Linked DNA regions of Mus musculus: all the other regions are linked to region 1. The links are chromatin contacts, called in public Hi-C and HiCAR-type maps. All regions are on one chromosome and are shown on one strand. Each heading gives the region's core, a stretch centred on a gene start, on an enhancer-like site or on the middle of the called end of the contact. The rest is flanking DNA. Distances are from core to core; before and after follow the strand shown. Region 1 holds the start of Tmem67 (transmembrane protein 67). Region 2 holds the start of Pip4p2 (phosphatidylinositol-4,5-bisphosphate 4-phosphatase 2). Region 3 holds the start of Otud6b (OTU domain containing 6B).

Region 1 (3,184 bases), core at 316-2,815:
AGTTTAGAAATATGTCTGGCATCATGTTGCTACTTTTTAAACTGCAATTATTATTGAACTATGAAAACTACTTACTTGCTCTAGGAATTACATTTCTGCATCACTAAACCATATGTATGTGTGTTTAGTGAGTTTTAATTTTGTCAATATCTTATTGGAAAATTGCTTTCATTCAAATACTCTTTCTCTAGAAAGAAAATAAATGTTGTTTGTAATTACAAGTAGACTCAGCTAGTTAAAGAAAGAATTCTCTAAGGACTAAGTAGAGCCAGCACCTGTAGGAGTCTATGTACAACACACACGTCTTCATTCATTGTCATGAAAGCAATACAATGCAGAACACGTTTGCTCTTCACACTCCATCTTCTGACACAGTGATCCGCACTGCCTTAAGTGAGACTCTACCAGGCCTAAAGCAGGAGAGTTAACCAGTCTGAGATTCACAGCATTTTAGACTTCAGTAAATAGGAAAAGACTCATTCTGAGTAGTTAAGGGAGAACTAGACCAATCGATGCAATTAAGTCTAAAAGGACAATGTGAGCAAACAGAAGTCATCAACAATAAAAGGGACAGGTCCTAAGGGAATATGTAACCACAGATGCAAAGCCACGCGCTGGGAATGCAGAGGTAGAAAGTGAGGGAAGCCAGGTGTCCTGGCCCACGCCTTTAATCCCAGCACTCAGGAGGCAGAGGCAGGCGGATTTCTGAGTTCGAGGCCAGCCTGGCCTACAAAGTGAGAGTTCCAGGACAGCCAGGGCTACACAGAGAAACCCTGTGTCGAAAAACAAAACAAAACAAAAAACAAAAAAGAAAGTGAGGAAGAGACAAGAGTTCTCTTAGTTTCCAGTATATGTCACACAGATGTCACAACATCTCGGTTTCAGTTTCCTTTGCTTACAAAATCTGATTATAGTCACAGTTGCAAACAGCTTTAAATATCTTGAATTTGGAAGTAGAATTAATGGTCACAAGAGTTTACTAATTCACATTTCTTCCCTTGCTTTCCTGTCAGGGTACCTCACTAGACGCCTCAGGTTATTTCTTTTCTATTTCTATTCTACTTTTCTTAGGCGGCTTTCAGGTGCCATCCTAAGGATTCCCTGCCAGAGACTGACTCCGGGGAATGAGTTCCTGGAGGAGGGTAGGGTGGTGGCGCCTGGGTGACTGATCTCATTGTGTCAGCCGTATCCTCCCAGGAAACCCTTTCTTAGGTTTGATAGCTGTGCATTTTCTGAAACATTCTCCAAATAAAATGTCTGGAGTGCTGGCTGTCAGGAGTGCTTTATTTTGGTCAGAGTCCATCCACCCCCAAACCGCCTCACCTAGTGCATCCCGCCGCTGGTTGGCGCCACAGGGGGCACAGGAGAGCGCCGAGATGTCAAAGTACTGGTTGAAGTCGCAGGTCTCAGGCCGCCGGAAAGGGAAGGAGAAGATTTGTGCCCATGAGACTTCGCAGAGAACTAAGAGAAGGTAGGCGGTGCCAGTCCGGGATGAAGAACGAGATCTGACCGCCATGGCCGCCACAGGCCTTGTACGCGTCACCATGGTACCCATATCCTGGGTCCGCAGTCTCCAGCTCCCCAGCAGCCTCCTCGGTGAGTCCGCTGAGCTGATTGGACAACAGGGTTCAGAAAAAAAAAAAAAAAAAAAAAAAAAAACTCAACCTTGCGACGCCTGGTTGCTAGGTTACCACGCACGCGGGAAACAATGGATCAGACATATGCTAAATAAATTAGGGGCGGTTATTTAAAATGTATTTAAAACTCTGGGACGCAGTCAATTTACCGTGTCAGGAAATACTACTACAGCAATGGAAAATATATGGTTTTAGCACTTAAAAGTGTTTCATGAAAGTGGCAATCACACCTACATGACAGTTTACCCAGGGGATTAATTTTGACAACAAAGGAGGTGCCCTATGTTTTTACTTTTTTTGTTTGTTTTGTTCTGATTTTCGAGACAGGGTTTCTCTGTATAGTCCTGGCTGTCCTGGAACTCACTTTGTAGGCCAGGCTAGCCACGAACTCAGAAATCCCGCCTGCCTCTGCCTCTACAGTGCTGGGATTAAAGGCGTGCACCACCATGCCCGGCTTTGTTTTTACATTATTTAAAAAACACTAAGGGTAGGGATTGTTTCAAGTCCTGAGTTTGAGTTTTAGCAAAGCAATACAAACAGAAACCCTCATTGATTTTATATATAATACCTTTATGACAAAAGTCTAGGAGAAACCTTGCCTACTGAATCTTGATTTCATACTTTCTCTGTATTGTGCATAAAGCACCCTACATATACACCTCATCTCACTTGGTTTGAGAACCAAATTTGGATATACATGAATATTGCCTATTAAAGTGCACAGCCTTGCAGACTGTTAGCGCAACAATGCCTAATAAAAGCCTCATTCTCCCTTTCTCCCCTGTCCCTGGTTCTCCTCCCTCTCCCAGAGGATAACTCTATTTCCCATCCCAATAAACCCCCGACTGGAGAACTGCCACATAGTGTGATTGTTGGGAATTGTCACATACACCTAACAGCACAGTAATAAAAGGTTGAAGGGATGCTTTCTGTAATACATACTTTAGGTAAGGCAGCCCGAAGGCCTGTTGTAAATACAGCTTGCTTTTATCTGCCTATGCAACTGCCCTGTTTTTCTCAGGTTTAACAGAAATCACAGGAGAGGATGGAAAACTCTGCAGCTTTCCACTTCCAAAGCGGTTCATTATGATGAAAAGAAAAAAAAGAAACCTTTTTGATTTGTATATTTTACAATTGCCTCACATCCCCGCCCCCCAGTGGAAGTTTTCAGGGGTGGGTCAGGGGCTCACAGATTGCCTAGAAATAGAGCATGCACAAAACCATACTACACTGCAGAGAACAGCCTTCCTCACTCACACCCGCCAATCACTGTAACCGAAGCAGTACGTCTGCGCACGCGCGTTCAGAGCGCCAAGGGGTGGCTGGTTGGGCCTGGATTGCGCATGAGCAGAGAGACGGTGCATCGGTTTGTCCGGACCGGAGGGGAGTGTGGTCTCCATTTTCTTCCGGCCGTGTTGGGCCTGGTAGGCCGTGCGGAGACTGCGGCGTCGAGGAGCGTCCCTTCTCCGTTTGTGTGGTGTGTGGTGACTGCCCGGTGCGAAGCACTTCTCAGGATGCCGGGCATGGGGCAAGGGAGGGGGTGAGAG
Region 2 (3,184 bases), core at 467-2,966, 2.8 Mb after region 1:
CTTTTACATACAAGCCTTTGCAGGACAATCCAAAACATGACTAGGGTAAAAGCAGGGTTCTGTGAATTGGTTTTGTAATTTTCTTCAACTCAGCGATCTTTACTGTGAGGTACTGGTACTCATTCTTCAACGGATAAGCTCTTTTTTTTTTTTTTTTTTTTTTTTTTTTTGCTGGGAGTGACACATCGTGAGTTTTCAAACCCCAGTCTACTGGAGACCCATCTAAGTTCTCATAGGGGTCACACCATAATAAGATCTTTATATTGCATTGTATCTTCCTGTTATTGGCCGCCCAAAGATGCTACATGAAAGAAAACATTGTTCTTTACCTTCCCTTAGGGTTTCCAGTTGGTACTTTATAGATTCAGGAAGAAAGAGTATGTCTTCAGAGAGCAACTTGAGGATCCTAAATGTGATTTGAGTAGTTTCGAATGTCTGCTGTTTATACGGACTGAAATGTAAGGGGCAACTCCCAATCTCCGGTACAGCTATTTCACTGTGGGACTTTTCAGCCACCTTGAGCATGGAGACCACACCCTAGATACTTGGGGACACCTGGAAGGTGAGTAAATAATTCTTCCGAAGTCACTCAGAAGAACCTCAGCAGGAAAGCTATTATTCTGATTGCATTTTTATTTGGATGTGTTCTAAACTTTGGTTTGTTTCTGTTGTTTTTTTAAAAAATGTAAATCGCATTGGAATCAAATGACAAAACATCAAAAAAGGGTAACAAAAATGTAAATAGAAAATAAGACAATAAGTCTGTTGAGTATTTAAAAACATTTATTAAAAAAACTGTGTGTGTGAGTGTGTGTGTTGATGTAGGCCTGATGAAGGTATTGGATTCCTTTTACTAGAGTTACAGGTGGTTTGTGAGCCACGAAATGTGGGTGCTGAGAACTGGCTTTTGTGACCTAAGCAAGATCAGTGAGCACCTTAATCAGTGTGCTAGCTCTTCAGTACAATGACCTTTTTTTAAAAAAAGAAAAATCTTTTGTAGGAAAAAGGTTTAATTTTTACATTATACAAAAAAGCCCCATTATTCTACAAAAACTAAAATGACAGTCTATTTTGTAAAACGGAAGTTGTAAAAGTTAACACTTATGCTTAAAGTGCCAAAAATCAAATGTCAGCACTCTTATTCCTAAAAAAAAAAATCAAGGAAAAGAGGAAAGCCTAATGCGCAGGCACCAACATTTCTCAGACAACAGATTCTCAGCTATGGTTCATAACAAAGAAGAAACCTCTCCGAAGAAAATGATAACCCAAGAAATAAGTTTTCTTCACCCAGCTGCAAAGTTTACCAGACAAGTTAGACTCTCCTACTTCCTGGAGGAGCTGAACTTGATTGCTCTGGTTTTGCCCGTAATCCAGTACAGGCCTTTCAGTGCCTCTCAAAGCTGCTCTTTATCCTCGGTTCCCTTAGTTTAAAAGATTCCTCACCCTCTCTTTCCCTTTGCCCCTCCTCTTGCTTACTTGATCTCTTCCCCTCCCCCACTTCCTAATCAGTCCTCCCGTCTCCCCTTTTCTCAGACTGGCTGGCTTTCCCTCCACACTTCTTCCCTCCCTCCTCCTTCTCCTCCTCCTCCTCCTCCTCCTCCCGGGCTCTTTCTTTCCTCTCCAGTCCCCTCCCCCAGCATGCCTCCCGGCGTGCTTCCCTTCCCCCGGCCTCGCGGTCCCGCACCCTCCCCTCCCCCGCCTCCTGCCTTGTGACACATCCTGGGCCCTCCCGGAGGCCGTAGCGGCGGCGCGGCGGCATTGCTGGCCACCACCTCCTCCCTAGCCGCAGCCCAGCTCAACCCGCGGCCCGCCGCGCTGTCGCTGCAGTCATGGCTGCTGACGGGGTGGACGAACGTTCGCCTCTGCTGTCAGCATCCCATTCGGGAAATGTCACTCCCACAGCCCCGCCGTACTTGCAGGAAAGCAGCCCCAGAGGTAAGGCCGGCATAGACCTTTCTGCTTCTCGCAGAAACGTCTGGAAGGATGGAAGGATGAATGCCGGGGAGCTCTAGCGCGGAGGCGGAGGAGAGCTTCTCCCTTGGGCTGGGGGAAAAGGATGCCTTCCCAGGCTCTGCCTGCCTACCCGAAAGCCTGTCTGCAGGGCTTCGCTGCTGCTGCTTGTGGTGTGGAGTGTGTGCTTGAACACTTCCTTCCCAGCTTCAGGATCGGACATGAATTTTCCCAAGCTCCGAGCTGCTGTTTCCAAAGCAGCCCCTAAGTGCAGCTGGGCGGTGGTGCAGATCCTTCAGTCATTCACAAGTGCTTTCGGTTGCTGAAAAACACGGGGCACTGCTCACCCTGGCATCTGCCCTTGAGAGGACTTCAGCAGGAAACATCTTAGTCCCTTACACTCGGCCCCGGAGTGCAAGCAGGGAACTGCCTAACCAGAAGCAACAGAGTTTATCCCTAATATGTCCGAAATTCCTAAGCTACGGGCATTGCTGCCTGTAAGGAGTGTGTTTCATAGCTTCAGTGGTGAATGAAGAGCCTTCCGTTAGGAAGGAGGAATTTTTTAAATGCATGTCTGGGTGAGGTTGAAATTAACTTCTAAAAAGTTCCCCAAGTTTATACCGTATATATTTTTAGTTTTGTTTTTCAGTGTAGAATTAAAAAGGGATTTGGAGAAATGGTGTGGTGAAGGAGAAGTCTCTTTACCAAAGGATTCGATTTATTCAAGCACTGTCTTTGTTCAAAGTCTTTGGGAGTGTTTACTACGGTAGTCTGGAAGGCAAGCCTTACAGAGATCATTAAATATGGCACGTGCAAGCGTACCTTACTTCATCTTGCTCTTTTGGCTGGATGTGAATGAAGTTTAAAACCCAAGGAGGCCAAAGTTAATAGTGTTTTGGGAATATAAGCAGGTCACGTGTCTTGTAACACAACTTCTAAGTTCATGTCTGAAATGGGGCAGGGGGGGGCGCGGGGGGGGGCGGGAAACACTACAACAGGTTGAAGTTGTCTGGCATTTAACATTTCTTTTTAACATTTTATAACTTGAAAATCAACATTCTGGGTCTCAATCTATAAACAGAAGCAGAACAAAGGAAAACTGTGGTTAGCTGGGAGTAATTCAGAGTGATTGACAGCCTGAGAGGAAAGGGGCAAAGTCCAAGGGAACTGACACACAGAAAACGTACAAGTGACCCTTGTTGGCCAGAAGTCGGGGGATTTCCCTTACTGGCCA
Region 3 (3,184 bases), core at 505-3,004, 2.7 Mb after region 1:
TTGTCACCTCAAGAACTATTATGACTTCGGGACAAAATTCTTAATCTCTTTAAGCTGGTTTCCTACTGGACTCGTGTGATTATCTACATTACTTCATGGCTATTACCTTACAGTGTTACTGACAACTATATCCTTTGAACAAAGTAGCTGGTATACACATTAGGCAGAATGGTAAACACCAAGCAGATGCATGGAGCCGGGCATGGTGGCGCACACCTTTGATCCCAGCACTCGGGAGGCAGAGGCCGGCGGATTTCTGGTCTACAGAGTGAGTTTCAGGACAGCTTTCTCTACTTAACTATAATTTCATATTTATTGTCCCATGTGGAGAAATTTATTCTAGGGTTGATTAAGAAGCTTTGCCGAGGTTACAATCTCATTCATCAGGAGTTCCTGACGAGCAGTCTCGGCTGCCAACTTTCACTCAAGGCAAACCTTATCTGGCAATAACTTATACTTTACATGGTTATTAGGTTAAGGAAGTAGGCACTTTTTTGCTGTTCTTCCATTTAAAAAAAGAAAATCTGCCCATAAACCTGGTCACAAAAATACTAAAGAAATGTACAGCTAGGTGTGGTGGTGCATGCCTGTAATCCCAGCACTTGTGAAGTCACACCAGTAGGATCTGAAGTTAAAGTTCAAGGTTTAGCCTCTGCTCCAAATCCACATGGGTGACAGCCTAGACTACAAGGCACTCTGTCTAAAAAAACTAATGTCGAGGAAATGTGATGTGTGACTGTATGACTCGATTTCAGAATTTTGAGACCGTATTCAATAAGCAGTTCAACACACTCAGACAGCTGTTTGCTCGGGCTCAGAGACAAGCTTCGCTCCCCATACCTTACTGTCCTTGAAAGTCAATTGCTTCAATTGCTCCAGTTCTTCCCTGTGTTTTTGCTCCATTTCTCTTTCCAATTTAGCAACATCTTCCGTGAGCTGCTTCCTCCTCTTTTTGTCGTTTTTGGGAACAGCGTTCTTCATTCCCTGAATTTTGGCTAAAAAAAGTCATCAAAACAGCCGTGTCAGAGCCCCCGGACCAAAAAGCGAAAAGCAGTTAAGAGGGTGGGAAGAGGTACAATTATAGAATGTAAAGTAATTATAGAAGCAATTAATCATGACACAACAATCAGCTACGGAGAAAGGTCCGGATGAGGCTTGCGACCCAACGTAAACACAATCTCGAATTTGTTTGGTTTGACAGGGCAAAACCAAGGTTAAAAAACTATACTAAGGTAAAACTTCTGCCTTTTAAATATCTTTCTCTGTGACCGACAAGCCAAGGAGAAGCAATTCAGACCACACCACTAAGGCCAGGCGTCGGGATCGGGGGCAGGAATGGGAAGGGAGGAAGAGGAGGTCCAAGACTTTGGTCTCCAGGCACATCACTCAGCAGCAGCACGTGCACCGGACCCGCTAGGGGTCCACGGCAGGTCGCACACGGGGACATCTCCGGGGACTGCAAATAAGGGGGTCGAGGGAATGGGGAAAGCTGGAGAAGACTGATCAAAAGTTATCTGAGGGAAAGCCTAGACGGATCCAGGACGTGTGCCCGTCCAGGTACCAGAGGACACACTCCACGCTCCCAGCCTTGGGTGTGGACGCCTCTTACATTCCCAGCCCCTTTCCCGTCACCTTGCAGCTCCTTCTTCTCCTTCCGATGCCTTCTCACCAGCTGCTCCTCATCATCGAGCTCTTCAGCCACGACCTCCTCCATGACGACCAGGCGGCCCGGCACCCGCGCTGAAGGAGATCCGCACCTCAGGAGGGCCAGCACCTCCCACTCCTCAACCCTCACCCGGGGCGCCATTGGCCGCCGGGAAGGCCCAGCCCCGCCTCAAGGCGGCTCCGGATCCAGGTCTAACCACTGAAACCGGGAGACGCCGACATGGGCTAGGGCGCCTGCGCGCTCGGACCGCTCTGGGCGGCGCGCCGGAAGCTGGGATTGTGCGATTAAGGACGCGCCCGGCGCTGGAGCAACCGCAGCACAAAGCTACGCGCCAGGCGATTGGCCCTGACGGGGCGCACGGAGATGACATCACGGACGTTCTTTCGCACAGCTTTCAATTTGTGCTTTAGAACGCTCCGTAGTTGTCCTCTTTGCCAAAACATGTTGAAAAGATTTTTTTTTTAATTTTAATAAAAGCGTGGTTTGTTTTCAATGAGGATCTTTACGTTATATTAGTCATACACTAGGGAATGGTTTGTTTTTTGTTTTTTTACAATGTGGTAAAAGGGGAAACGCTAAGTAAGGAATGCCTACTCTTGAAATAAGTGATGAAAGAGATAAAAAAGGACTAAGCTTAGTAAAGTCCATTTGCTAAATTCAGTTGTAAAACGATTAACAGTGATGTCAGGGTGTTTTGAAGATTTGAGGCAAGATTTAACAAATGTAACTCGTGTGCCACAAAAACAAATTAGCAAAGGCAAACAAGAATGCTCACGGAATGGTGGCAGGAGTGGAAGACTCAGAGTGTTGGTCCAGTAAAATTTAAAAAAAAAAAAAAATCTCTATTTAGGGCTGATTGTGGTTGTGTAGGCCTTTAATCCCAGCACTTAGGAGGCAGGCAGGCAGATCTCTGTGAGTTTGAGGCCAGCCTGTCTACATAGGGAGTTCCAGGATGTCCAGAGAGTTACATAGGTGAGACCCTGTCTCAAAAGTCGATAGACAGGGGCTGGCGAGATGGCTCAGTGGATAAGAGCGCCAACTGCTCTTCTGAAGGTCCCGAGTTCAAATCCTAGCAACCACATGGTGGCTCACAACCATCCATAGCGAAATATGATGCCCTCTTCTGGAGTGTCTGAAGACAGCTACAATGTACTTTCATATAATAAATAAATAGATCTTAAAAAAAATAGATAGACAAACATATTCTTTTTTATATATAAATGCCTGAGACAGAACAAAACAAATGAAGTTGAAATAATATTTCTGGAAATAATTGAAAACTTATTTCCAGAGATGAATAATGAACTGCACCTACAACTGTATAAACCTGTAAGGGGTTGTATTAGTCAGGGTTCTCTAGAGTCACAGAACCTATGGAAAGTCTCTATATAGCAAGGGAATTTATTGATGACTTGCGGTCTGTAGCCCAAACTCCCCAACAATGGTGAGCAGCAGCTGTGAATGGAAGTCCAAGGATCTAGCAGTTGCTCAGTCCCACAAGGTAGGCAGGTGAAGAAG

Evidence for each region. Hi-C and Micro-C count contacts between places; a contact is called where the count stands out from the background. HiCAR-type assays count read pairs that join an accessible place to other places.
Region 2: a Hi-C map of B cells shows a contact between it and region 1, with 7 read pairs. The contact joins the promoter of Pip4p2 here to the promoter of Tmem67 in region 1. A contact is called at or near these places in 1 of 484 Hi-C or Micro-C datasets (B cells), 2 of 115 datasets of contacts at active chromatin or transcription factors (embryonic midbrain and pro-B cells) and 2 of 9 other capture datasets (adipose tissue and macrophages).
Region 3: a HiCAR-type map of astrocytes shows a contact between it and region 1, with 15 times the contacts expected there. The contact joins the promoter of Otud6b here to the promoter of Tmem67 in region 1. A contact is called at or near these places in 5 of 39 promoter capture datasets (cranial neural crest, embryonic stem cells, hippocampal neurons and 2 more), 1 of 484 Hi-C or Micro-C datasets (CD4 T cells), 5 of 115 datasets of contacts at active chromatin or transcription factors (astrocytes, embryonic forebrain, large pre-B cells and 2 more) and 1 of 9 other capture datasets (adipose tissue).

What each region holds. Positions count from the first base shown.
Region 1 is chr4:12,086,392-12,089,575 of GRCm38.p6, forward strand. It overlaps Tmem67 (transmembrane protein 67), which reads right to left and starts at 1,566. Exons shown (of 28, transcript NM_177861.5): 1 at 1,324-1,566. The coding sequence starts at 1,546. Rbm12b2 (RNA binding motif protein 12 B2) reads left to right here and starts at 2,979. Exons shown (of 4, transcript NM_198957.2): 1 at 2,979-3,132.
Region 2 is chr4:14,862,503-14,865,686 of GRCm38.p6, forward strand. It overlaps Pip4p2 (phosphatidylinositol-4,5-bisphosphate 4-phosphatase 2), which reads left to right and starts at 1,717. Exons shown (of 7, transcript NM_028264.4): 1 at 1,717-1,935. The coding sequence starts at 1,830.
Region 3 is chr4:14,824,659-14,827,842 of GRCm38.p6, forward strand. Otud6b (OTU domain containing 6B) reads right to left here and starts at 1,755. Exons shown (of 7, transcript NM_152812.4): 1 at 1,633-1,755; 2 at 841-995. The coding sequence starts at 1,714.